Linked DNA regions of Mus musculus: region 2 is linked to region 1. The links are chromatin contacts, called in public promoter capture Hi-C maps. All regions are on one chromosome and are shown on one strand. Each heading gives the region's core, a stretch centred on a gene start, on an enhancer-like site or on the middle of the called end of the contact. The rest is flanking DNA. Distances are from core to core; before and after follow the strand shown. Region 1 overlaps Glg1 (golgi apparatus protein 1). Region 2 holds the start of Fcsk (fucose kinase).

The links. Promoter capture Hi-C pulls out the DNA fragments that hold promoters and counts their contacts.
Region 2: a contact with region 1 is called in a promoter capture Hi-C map of liver. The contact joins the promoter of Fcsk here to the enhancer-like site in region 1. A contact is called at or near these places in 6 of 39 promoter capture datasets (the C10 cell line, the HPC-7 cell line, cranial neural crest and 2 more) and 1 of 9 other capture datasets (adipose tissue).

Annotation. Positions count from the first base shown.
Region 1 is chr8:111,184,220-111,190,570 of GRCm38.p6, forward strand. Glg1 (golgi apparatus protein 1) reads right to left here. Exons shown (of 26, transcript NM_009149.3): 7 at 4,448-4,631; 8 at 3,495-3,709. Among named protein-coding and RNA genes, the nearest start is that of 9430091E24Rik, 42 kb to the left of the region's middle. Within about 2 kb of position 4,557, at least 10 of the 459 cell types and tissues checked have an H3K27ac peak or open chromatin away from gene starts, as enhancers often do. A contact at or near this core is called in liver, where this site is marked.
Region 2 is chr8:110,900,457-110,906,868 of GRCm38.p6, forward strand. Fcsk (fucose kinase) reads right to left here and starts at 2,032. Exons shown (of 24, transcript NM_172283.3): 1 at 1,966-2,032.

The DNA of each region.
Region 1 (6,351 bases), core at 3,307-5,806:
ACTCAGGAGGCAAGGCTGTTGAATCACTGAGTTCCAGGTTAGCCTGGTCTACAGAGTGAGTTTTGGGACAGCCTGAGCCACACAGAGAAACCCCGTTTTAACAAATAAACAAACAAACAAACACGTTTAGACATGCTCTGTGTCACTGGTTTACCCTTTCTTGGAGCCTTTTCTGATCTGTACACATCTGACCTGGGATCCCACAATGGTTCATAACAAAGCTCTGGCCCCTTTACATACATACAGATTTTAGATAAAATAAAGATCCCAATTCTATTATCCTAGAAAAAAATCATTAAGAGAGAAATATAGGGAAAATGTCAATATTCTGGGATAGAAAGTATTTCTATAAATTATTGTTGGTAATTTGGAAAAGCTAAAGAATATTATAGCTTGCTGGTAGAAAAATAACTTTGTGAGCAAATTTTGACACCGGATGACCAAGATCAAGATAGTAATATCTTTTTTCTAGTATCCCATGGCATCTAGTAGGCTAATAATTCAAGGAATTATTGCCATTCTAGAATTCAGTGTAGGGAGTGAGGAAAATATGCAATTGGAATACAAACTGAGCCAGGTGCAATGATGAAGGAACCCCTTTAATCTGAGGCTTTGGGAGGTAGAGGCAATTGGATCTCGGTGAATTCGAGGTTAGCTTGATCTACATAGCAAGTTCTAGGATAGTCAGGGCTACATAAAGAGACCCTATCTCAAAACAAAAACAAAAACAAAAACAAAAAAAAAAAAAAAAGGAAAAATAGACTATAAACTGATGTTATGATTGTATATACATTCTGGCCCCTGATATTAACAAAAAAACCCCGAGCAAAGCTCCGGAGAGACTTGGTCTGGAGAATGCATTATGCAGCCATCCTTGATGTGAGAAGCATAGGCTAGTCATAGCCCTGTCGTAACTGTGGTAAATCTGGAGGAGTGGACACTCATTAGGATAATAATTATCCACATACTTTACAGTTCAGCACTTGCTGATAACCATTACCAGTTCATTAAATTAATCTAGAGACAGATGTTGAAGTCTGTTGTGTCAAGGAATAAAACTTTCAAAGTAAAAAGAAACCCACCCAAATTGCTCAAAGATATTCTTCAGTTTGACTAAGGCTAGATAATATAGAAGACAAAGGACGACTCTATCCTTCTGGAAAAATTGCCTTTAGTTTTTGTGAGAAAAGGCTTTTAAAAAATAGAATCCATACAATAAAAATGAAGTGCTTCCTTCCTAAGCAGTCTTAATGCAGTCAAAACCACACAGTTCACTATTTGTGCTTGCCCTCTGGGTTTGGAAAGCACTTTCTTCTTCTGGGCACAAAGGGTGGTGTAGGCGGAACTTATTTATCTTTGAAGCTGAGTCACTAGTTCTTTTAACGAAGCTAACTTTCCAAAAACCTCATAGTGAACTATGTGCCTCAAAACAGAGTTGAGTCCAGTCTATTTTTTTCCTGAACATTTTTACAATAGGTGTAAGCTTACTATAGATAGATTCCTTTTTTCCTATCCTCCTTCCACAACCTTACTAGATGGAATTAAGGATGAAAAGCAAACACAGCAGAGGCCGTCTCCTGATTCATCCTGGACTGCAGCCAGGCATATTCACTGGCACAAAGGGCACCCGGGGCAACTGCCAACAAACAGGACTGCAGAGGAGCACAGCACACTCATCCTCACAGTCTCACTGCAGCCTCCAGAGCAGCCCTCCAGCTGATTCTGCTGTTTGAGAGAAGAGGCTGCACTGGTCTTCCCATCCCAGCACCGACATGCACAATGTAACTGCTGTTAGTATCTACTTTGGGTCATGGTTAACAAAACCTGACTCCATATCTAAAGCTCATGTAAACTTGTATTTCAGACTATAAAATTGTTATAGACTGTACAAAAAAAAATTTTTTAAAGATTTATTTCTTTATTTATTAAGTACACTGCAGCTGTCTTCAGAAACCCCAGAAGAGGGCGTCAGATCTCATTAGGGATGGTTGTGAGCCACCATGTGGTTGCTGGGATTTGAACTCAGGACCTTTGGAAGAGCAGTCAGTGCTCTTAACCGCTGAGCCATCTCTCCAGCCCAACTGTACAAATTTGATTTTACATGATTAACTAGAAAATAAAATTTGCTCTTAAGCTCTTGCTCTCTCCTTGTCTCTTACCTCTTGCTCTCCTTCTCCCCTTTCCTTCCCCCCTCCACGTGGCTGCCTTTCTACAATAAATGCCTTCAAACCATTTTAAAAAAAAGGAGAGAGAAGAAGAAAAGAAAATTCAAGTAGTATTTAGTGTTTAATAAAAATAGCCAAAACAAAGTAACAAATGAATTGTGGTTTCCTAAAGCGTGACTTAGGTTATAAAACTAAAGTATCTTTCCTGCTTTAAAAGGGAAAGTCATTGCAGAGAGTGCTATGTTGTAGAGGCTTGCACCTGGTATGCTAAACTGCAGGAGATTTAACCCATACAAATAACAAACATGGTCAAAGGCAGGAGACGATGTTCTGCATGCACTGTGCTGACTCTGTACTGTGATCTGCAGGACTGCGCTGCTCATAAACACAGGATCAAGAGTCACTTCATTTTCTCCCAGAAAAAGCAAGTCCTTTTTCTGATGTAGGGGACTGACCTCATGGTTGCATTCATGTTATATAGCAATACGAAAGCTAAGTGTTTGTGGAAAAGACTATCTTTATATTCTTGTTTGTAAAGTTTGGAGCTGGTGAAAGACAGATCTTTCTGCTTATAGTTTCCCTGATTTAATCAATAAAGACACTTGATTCTGAGGATGATCCTTCAGACTTGTGGCATATCGTAAAAAAGTAAACTGGCAGAAATTTTCCATTCATGTCAACTCTCAATTTCAACTCAATCAAACTTGTTAAGACAGGCAAGTTCTCTTCTCCTAATAGCCTCTCATTTTGAAGAAAGTGATTTGCCTTTATTCTGTCTTTCGTAATCCAAACTGGCAAGTTCTTTAGAAACAGGAAAACAATGGATTTCCTTTACCTAGCTCCACAGCAATTTTTTTTTTGTTTGTTTTTTTTTTTTGGTTTTTTGAGACAGGGCTTCTCTGTGTAGCCCTGGCTGTCCTGGAACTCACTCTGTAGACCAGGCTGGCCTCGAACTCAGTGCTGGGATTAAAAGCATGTGCCACCACACCCGGCTCAGCTCAGGGGCATCTTCTTAATTAGCAATTGAGTGCCCAGTTCACTGTGGGTGGTGCCACCTCTGGGCAGATGGTCCTGGGTTCTATAAAAAAGTAAGCTGAGCAAGCCAAAGCCAGTAAGCAGCAATCCTCTATGGCCTCCATATCAGTTCCTGCATCCAGATTCCTGCTTGAGTTCCTGCCTAGACTTCCTTCAATGATGGTGGAGTACGATGTGAAAGAACAAGCATTTAAAATAACCCTTTCTTCCCAGCTGTTTTGGTTATGGTGTTTCATCACAGCAATAGTAATCCTAAGAAAACAGTCAAGTGGCAGCAGAAATATTTTTCCTTACCGCCTGTTGGCAGTTCATTCCAAGGTTCCCCTTTTCACCCCGAACCACTTTCATCAGACAGTGGAGGGTTCGCCCTTTCCGATGTAATCCAGAACAATGGTGTTCAATCTCCCCTCGACAGCTCAGGATGATCTCGGGGCTCAGAGAGAAGTCTTCCATCAGCATGCGTCGGTAATCCAGCATCTCACCTTGGCACTCACTGCTCACCTGCCGCCCTGTGTCAGGGGTAAGTCAGACAGTTATGAAATGGGAGTCTGAGGACCAGAAAGCTCTACATGTTAAACTACGTTTCTGTCTGGAAAAGAATAACCCACAGCCTTTCCAGATGGAATTACTATCTGGACTGAAATGCTTAGAACATGGTAAAACTTTTGCAGCATAAAGAAAAAGAAAAAAAAAAAAGCTTAGACCCAGGTTTAGCCTGCAGGGTTGTGCACTATAGATCTTATCAACCATAATACAAATGTTCTGCCAAAGCAAGTCCTTTTTCTGATGCAGGGGATTGAACTCATGGTCACATTCATGCTACATAGCAATACGAAAGCTATCGGGGCAGTAAATAAACTGAGAACAATCGTTATTGCCCTATACAGCTAAAGTTTGTGGAAAAGACTATTCTTCCAAAATTCATGATGGCTCCCCATGTCTTGGAGCTATAAATGTGAACAGGGAGAACATAAAAAGCAGCAACCACCCCACTCAGTCCTCAAGTCCAAACAAAAAAAGTTACCCAGTTACTTTAGTAATAGACCCAGGATTTGAAGTCACATCACTCTGACCAAAAACTCATGTGACATTAATGTTCTCCCATTCTTCTAAAGACTGTTCCAGTAGTCATTCTAAAAATCAAAAGGTTCAAAAAATGCAGAAGAAAACTACTAATTACAGGTACAAGAAGCTTTGGAATGTGAACTGAAGAAGGAGTGAAAGGAGAAAAGGAAAAAGAACATCACCTCTGTGCACTGCTGACTCCAGGCACATCAGAAGGTAGGAGAGCCTGGCTTCCCGGGACCGAGGAAGGTTTTCCACATTGCACCGGTATTTTTTCAAGTCACTCTTACAGGATTTGGCTAATGAGTAACTGACTTTATAATCCTGGGCAATGAGCTTCTGGCGTGTAGTTAGTGCTTCTCTACACTGAGGAAAGAGGATAAGGAACGAAACCTTAAGTCTACCCTGAGACTTACTGTGGCTCAGCTATCTCTGAAAAGCAGAAACTCAGAACCAAGCAAGTTGCACTTTTTACCAAAACACCTATCTGTACGTTTGTTTTGAATCTGGCTCTAAGGTCTGGAGATATGACTCAGCAGTTAAGAGCTCTTGCATCTCTTCAGAGGACCCAGGCTCCATTCTCATCACTTACATGGTGGCTCACAGCCATCTACAATGACAGTTCCAAGGGTGCTCTATGAAGCCCTCTCCAACTTCTGCTGACACACACACAGTGTATCTACATATATGCAGGCAAAACATTCATATATGAAAAATAATAAATGAAAATAAAATGATAATAAAAAAATCTGACTCTAGTATGGAAAGAGTAAGGAGTAAATCACTGGGAAAGTGAAATCAGGCAGTAAATTAGTAGCTAACTGTTGCTAGGACATCACATAGGTTTTTGGAGGGTTCAAATATACTAAACTTGACACAAAGTATTCTTCCTTCTTCAACCATACTTCTGGTATAAATTTCACAAGAACTAATATTATATTTGGCTGTTCTATTATACAGAACTTTCTATTACTCTGAACACAGTAAATACTTTACTATATAAGAAAACAAAAGTTAGAATTACAAAACCAAAGTATTAGAAAGATTCTTGTATCCATTCAGTGACAGGACTAATAGTAATAAGAATATTTAATGAGATAATAATGAAAAATTAAACAACTGGCTATCTATGAAGGATATTGGTGTGGTTAGCCTATACTACCCGAGTATGCAGAGCTAGCATTAATGTGATCCTGGGTAAAATTTTTTCTTTGGGTTGGAGAGATAGCTCAGTGGTTAAGAGTACTGACTGCTCTTCCAGAGGTCCTGAGTTCAATTCCCACCAACCACATAGTGGCTCTCAACCATCTGTAATGGGATCTGATGCCTTCTTTTGGTATGGTTGAAAACAGCTAGAGTGTACTTACATAAATAAAATAAATAAATCTTAAATTTTTTTCTTCAATTTTACTCCCAAATAACATTTGATTATATAGGCATCATGATTAGAGGTTCTTCCCTGCCTCCCTTTTTGGTTTGAGGCAAATATATTATTTTTTACATTTATTTATTTATAGTGTGTGTGTGTGTGTGTGTGTGTGTGTGCGCGCGCGTGCGCGCGCTGGGGGTGGGTGAGTGTACTATAGCATGTGTGTGGCCAGAGGACAACCTGCAGAGATTGAGTAATCCTCCCTCCAATCATGTGGGCTCTGGGATGAACTCAAAGTCATCAGGCTTGGTGACATGTGCCTTTACCCTCTAAACAATTATGCCAGGCTTTACTTGATTTTAAGATGGAGTATGACTGTGTATTCAGACTGGCCTCAAACTTTAAATCCCCCCCCCCCCCCCCGCCTTAGCCTTCTGAGTGCCATCATGTGCTCTCACACCAGTTTATTCAAATATACTTCATGTACTTAAACAAAGGTGTCTCAATTCATCAGTCATTAATACCCAGAACGTCTCAATTCATCAGTCATTCATACCTCGATAAAGGCAATTCTGTAGAATCAGAGTTTGAAAATATTTGGGAAAAAGAAAAATGTGTTTGCATTAACTATAGACAAATGATTTTGTAACCATTATCCCCTAAACAATATAACGTAGCAATTTCGTTATAGCAGCACCTCATCTGCATTATGTGAGG
Region 2 (6,412 bases), core at 782-3,281, 290 kb before region 1:
ACATACATACAGTTAAAACACCAATGCAAATAAAAGAAGAATAAGTTTTTTTTTTTTTTTAAAAAAAGCATGACTTGTAATGTTCCCCTCCGCAAAACAATATGTGGTGCCCGACAGTGGCTGAGTGAATGACACACCTTTCCAAGGTGGCAGTGGAGTAAGAAAGTTTTAGCCTAGCCCTGTTTGGGAGGAAATGAAGGCTCTGAAATAGATTCCAGGTCAAAGACCATAGTGCTGGCTTTAATTGTCACCCTGATATAACATAAGGTCACCTCTGAAGAAAGCTCCTCAGCTGAAGGTCTGCCTCAATCAAATCCCCTTGGGCTTGTCTTTGAGAGGCTGTGGTGATTGATGGCTGATGTAGGGGGCCTACGCCACTGTGTGCGGGCCCCATCCCGAGGCATCTAAGAGAGCCCCTGGGTCATATAAGAAAGGGCTGAGCAAGCAAGAAAGCAAACCAGTAAGCAGCATGTCTCCACGATTCCTGCTCCAAATACCTGCCTGGGGTTCCTGACCGGGAAGTATAAAACATATACCCTCCCTTCTCCCCGCCAGGTTGCTTTTGGTAGTTTTATCACAGCGATAGAAAAGCAAATTTAGACAACTCTGAATAATATGGGGTTGCTGGGTGAGGGTAGGGGAAGATCTGGAAAAGTCTCAAGAAGTCAAGCAAGGCTATGGAGTTTTCCCAGTCAGATCAGCCAGGAGAGTAACTAACACTTAAGGAGTGTTTCTCAGGCACCTAGCCAACGGCATTGTAGTGACAGCTCACAGGAGCCATTCACCAGTCCTAATAGGTGATCTTATCACACCACAGGCATAAAGGAAGCCTGGCTTAAAGAATAAGCAGGCTGCCTAAGGTCAGGTAGAGCTAGCATAAATAGCTGGGTGTGTCCCCGTGTCTATGTTCTCAGTCACAGGGAGGAATGGTCCTGGGTTGTCACACGTGGCATTTGCACAGTGATCTTAGAATACAGAGAAGAAATTATAGCAGCACTCTGCCCATTTTCACAGAGCTTCATTTGCTCAATCCAAGTTGGAGTTTTGAGGACTGGAACTTTTTATGTCTTTTTTTTTTTTTTTTCTTTTCTTTTTTAGTTACGACATAGTCCTACAAAGCAAACCTGGCTAAAAGCTTACACCAATTCATCTAGTCAAGGATTTTTGGTTGGTTGATTTTTTTTTTAGTTCTGTTTGCTTTCCAGTGCTAGGAAACCTCAGGAAAATTGCAGGAGAGTGAGCATACCCAGGGATGATAAAATAAGGCCCCTTATGCATACACGCACGCACACTCCAAGTACATATTTTTAAGACAGGCTCATATTATGCAGCCTTAGTTGGCCTCAAACTTTCCATCTTCTTGCCTCCACTTCCCAATACTAGGTTTACAGGCCTGGGCCACTATGCCAGCTCATAATCTGCTCATTGAACAAAGATGGTATAGGTAGGGACTACGCACATTTCAGCATTTTAAAAACTTTAAAAGTTGAATGTATGTGTGTGTGTGAGTGAGTGAGAGAGAGAGAGAGAGAGAGAGAGAGGGAGAGAGAGAGAGAGAGAGAGAGAGAGAGAGAGAGAGAGAGAGAGGCAGGCCCAGGAGACTCTAATTTGCAGCTTTTTGAAGAACAAGAGGCAGAAAGAAGTTGGCTGGAAGTAAAACCAGATAGTAAACAATACGTTCATACAATGTGTACCCAGTGGGGTAAACTGAGGCAGGAAAACGACTCAAATCAAAATCAGAGCAGCGCTGGCATCTAGAGCTCCCTGGCTCAAGGGAATGTCGCTCGGTGTGCCAGGTGTCCGCAAGTCGTGGGGGTTCCCTCTGAAAACCCAGATCAAGAGAAGACTGCACTACAGAGGTCCCCTGCAGCTAACTAGCGCTGGGGGCGACGGCAGAGATCTGGGAAACCCGCAGGAAGGCGCCCCAAACTACAGTGGAACTGAAGACCCCGCGGACCCACATACCTGCGTCCGCCCAGCGCTCGCAGAGCCGGCTCTTTAACGCGGCTGCGCATGCAGCGCGGCGCACCCTGGGAAATGGAGTTCATTCGGCCTCCCGCCAGAGTCCTCAGAACCTACTCGCAGCCCCGCCTTACTGAAAGGACAAAGTTCTCAAACTTACAAGGAGTGCTAAATATACAAATTTCCAGAGAGAACAGGTGTCTTAAAGACACTGGCCAACTGTTTCTTTGTTTGTTTGTTTGTTTGTTTGTTTGTTTGTTTGTTTGTTGTGACTCGGGTACAAGGTAAAAGTATATTTTGATTGTTTTGTTTTGTTTTGTTTTGACAGGGTTTCTCTTTGTAGCCCTCACTGTCCAGGAACTCATTTGCCTTCCTCTGCCTATTGAGTGTGTGTGCAACCATCGCCTGGCTGTAATTTTGACCTTTTAAAATACTTTTTATTAAAGCTAAGTCTTTCTTAACTATTGATTAATTGAATGATTGATTGATTGATTGATTGAATATGAGTACACTGTAGCTGTCTTCATGCACACCAGAAGAGGGCATCGAATCCCATAACAGATGGTTGTGAGCCATCCCGTGGTGGCTGGGCATTGAACTCAGAACCTCTGGAAGAACTTAACTGCTGAGCCATCTCTCCAATCCCTTTATTTTGACCTTTTAAAAAGGATGGGGGTTTTGGGGTTTGTTTGTTTTTTTCTGTTTTTTGTTTTCTGTTTGGTTTTTCGAGACAAGGTTTCTCTGTATAGCCCTGGCTGTCCTGGAACTCATGCTGTAGACCAGGCTGGCCTCGAACTCAGAAATCCACCTGCCTCTGCCTCCCAAGTGCTGGAATTAAAAGCATGTGCCACCACAGCCCGCTTAAGAAGGATTTTTAAAAAGTTATTATTTTAGGGACTGGAGAGATAGCTCCACTAGTTAAGAGCACTCACTGCACTTCCAGAGGACCAGGCAGATCACAACATCCTCACACAGACATAAACCACCAATGCAGGCAAAACACCAATGCATATGAAAATAAAAATGAATAATTATGAAAATGACTTTGCTTTTATTATTACCGTCAATGCCATCATTTTATGTGCCTGAGTGTTTTGCCTGCATGTGTGTCTGCACCTCGTGCATTCCAGAAGAGGTTGCCAGCAGGTATTGGATTCCCAGAAGTTAGAATTAAAGACCATTGTGACCACCATGTGGGTGCTGGGAATCAAACCCAAGTCCTCTAGAAGAGCAGCCACCTGCTGATCCATCTCTCCACCTGTTTTTTGGTTGTTTTGTTTTGTTTTATTTTTTATTTTTTTTAGATAGGATCTTCCTATGTAGCCCAGGCTGGCCCTCATTCAAACTCCTCCTACTTCAGTCTCCAGAGTGCTAGGATTGTACGAACTCACCACCATATCCTTCAGATTTTTTTTTTTTTTTTAAGACAGGGTTTCTCTGTGTAGCCTTGGCTGTCCTGGAACTCACTCCAGAGACCAAGCTGACTTCAAACTCAGAGATTCACCTGCCTCTGCTTCCCCAAGGCTGGGATTAAAGGCGTGTGCCACCATGACCCAATTTCTTCAGATTCTCTTTTCTTTCCCTTCTTCTTTTCTCTTAACATTTTTATTTCTTTCCCCTGGCAGAAGCCCAAAGCCACTATTTTCCTCAGGAGCTGTGAAGAAGCAGAGGCTGGCTCGCCATTGTTGCTGAGGAGGGAACATAGGCAGCTAGAATTGCATTGACAGGAAACGTCCCTGTTTTTCTCAGGTGGATCCTTCTGGAAGAAACTTCCAACTCTACAGTGGAAAACTTTGCAGCAAAGCTTTGCAAAAGCTGTGCGTGACAGCATTGTTTGCCATAACCCAGAACTGGAAATCACTTCAGCATCCCTGTTTAGGGTTTTATGTTTTATGGAGGTTTTAATTAGAATATGGTTGATATATTTGCACAGTAATGAACTTCCTTCGTGACCTTCTCTAAGGCTGGATGGGGTGGCACAGGCCTGGAATCCCAGCTCTCGGGTGGTAGGGGGATCGGGAATTCAAAGTTATCCTCCCCTGCATAGCCCAGGTAAAGGTGGGAAAAGAGAACAAACTCAAAATTGCCTCGCTGGCTTTTGGCCTTGCTCTGGCCCAGCACTTCCTCACCATGCACCCTTTCTTCTCTTTTGGAATAGTAACATATATTTTGTGCCATTGTATGTTGGAATTGTGCGATTTGCTCTTTGACTTTGATGTTACAGGGGCTTGTGGTTAAGAGAAGGTCTTGAGGGGCTGGGGAGATGGCTCAGTGGGTAAGAGCTTTGACTGCTCTTCTGAAGGTCTTGATTTCAAATCCCAACAACCACATGGTGGCTCACAACCACCCGTAATGAGATCTAACACCCTCTTCTGGTGTGTCTGAAGTCAGCTACAGTGTACTTATGTATAATAGTAAATACATAAATCTTTGGGTCGGAATAAGTAGCGACTGAGCGAGTGGGGCCAACCGGGGCGAGCAGGGTTGACCAGAGCAATTAGAGGTCCTAAAAATTTAATTCCCAACAACCACATGAAGGCTCACAACCATCTGTACAGCTACAGTGTACTCATATACATAAAATAAATAAATAAATCTGAGAGAGAGAGGTGGCCATGACTCTCAGAAAAGATTTGGACTTTAAGCAGTGTTGAGACTGTAAAAGATTACTGGTGGTTTTAAAGTTGGATTTAATGCATCTTGCGTTATGATATGGCTACGAGTCTTTAGGGCCCAGGAAGTGGAATATGGTGGGCTGAATGAGAATGTCCCCTATAGATTCATATATGTGAATGCTATATAGTCACTAGCTGTTTGGAAGGATTAGAAGGATTCGGAGGTGTGGTCTTGTTGGAGGAAGTGTGTCACTGGGTGGGCTTTGAGGTTTCAAAAGCCCAAGCCAGGTCTGTTCTTACTCCCTTTGCTTGGAGATCAGGATGTAGAGCTCTCAGCTCCAGGGCCATGGCTGCCTGAGAGCCATCATGCTCCCTGCCATAATGATAGTGAACTAAGCCTCTGAAAGAGTAAAGCAAGCTCCCAATTAAATGCTTTCCTTTATCAAAGTTGCCTTTGCACAGCCGTAGAACCGTGACTAGAACAGAACACACAGACATGAAATTAAAAATATTTTTACATCCTGCATCACGGGAGGTGGAGACTGAATCAGCAGTTCTAGTGCAGCCATGGTTACAGCCTGGATCTGAGACTCTCCTCCGGAAAGAAGGAAGCAATGCATCATGGCTTTCTTTGCTGGTGTAGCTTAGTACTAGAGCACTTGCTTAGCATGCAAGAGACCCTGGGACCCCAAACATACCTAAAACATGTAAAGGAGCAAGACTTGCAGTGAACCCATCATGGGGCAGAGCCGGCTATGGGGTACAGACGAGGACCGGCAAGGAGAACATGAGCTCGCCCTGTATTTGAGTTCTTCTTACAAGAATGTGCTTTCTGCATTTGCTGTCCTGAACCAAGGAGCCTGGGAGGACACAGAGTCAGTTCCAGCGGGAATGGGGGGGTGTACTGTAACTTGGCCAGTCACGTAGCCGTGTCTTTCTGTCTCTGTCTGTAAAATGAGTTAACGGTAATTCCCAATGCCTGTAATTTTTATGCAGCTTTGACTCCATAGTAAGCAGTGGTGTTGGCGTCGAGGGAAGCTCAGCCATTATTACTGTCAATATATCTTTCTCCTCTCTAAAGCAGGATTTTTGGATTGTTCCCTGCTTCAGGTTCTAGGACAGTATCTAGGATGCTGTAGGTGGTTAGAAACCAGGGAAAGAAAGCATGAAAACTGTTCCCTGCCCAGCTCTCATGGGAGTCATCCCCTCTCTCCACCTGACCCAAGTCTCCCTCACCCCGCCTCCTGTGCCTATGAACCAAGGAAGCCGTATCTCTCGCAAGGGACGAGGCTCCTCTTCTTGCTGCTGCTTCAGCAATGCAGATCCGGGGCTCTACAGTGGCATGAGAAGCAGAGATGCCAGCTGCTGCAGTGTTGGCAGTGGTTCCATAAGACAGAATGTGTCTCCAAAGAGTGCAGGAGCAAAGGCCTTCACTCACATCCTGAGAAGGAGGTGTGGCTGAATGACCTCCATACTGCCAGACCCGCTCTAGTGCGGCAACTCTCCAGCCAGAGAGGCAAAGCCACTCAAGGAAGGCTTCCATAGCTGGAAGCCCATCCCTGGCCGGATGTGATCCCTCACACATGTCCTATAATCTTAGCTTTCAGGAGGCAGAAGCAGAGGCTGGAAGATCACCCAAAGTTGAAGCCAGTGTGATCTCTACAGGTAGAAGAATAGGTCCTGTTTAAAAAGGAAGGATTCCGTGATTTGGGATGGTGGCAGCTCATGGCTGTGATCACAACATTTGAGACACTGGGGTAGAAGGCTATAACATAGCCTAGGTTGTATTATAAGAACTTACCTCAAAAGGGGGGGGGAGGAAGGAATGAAGAAAT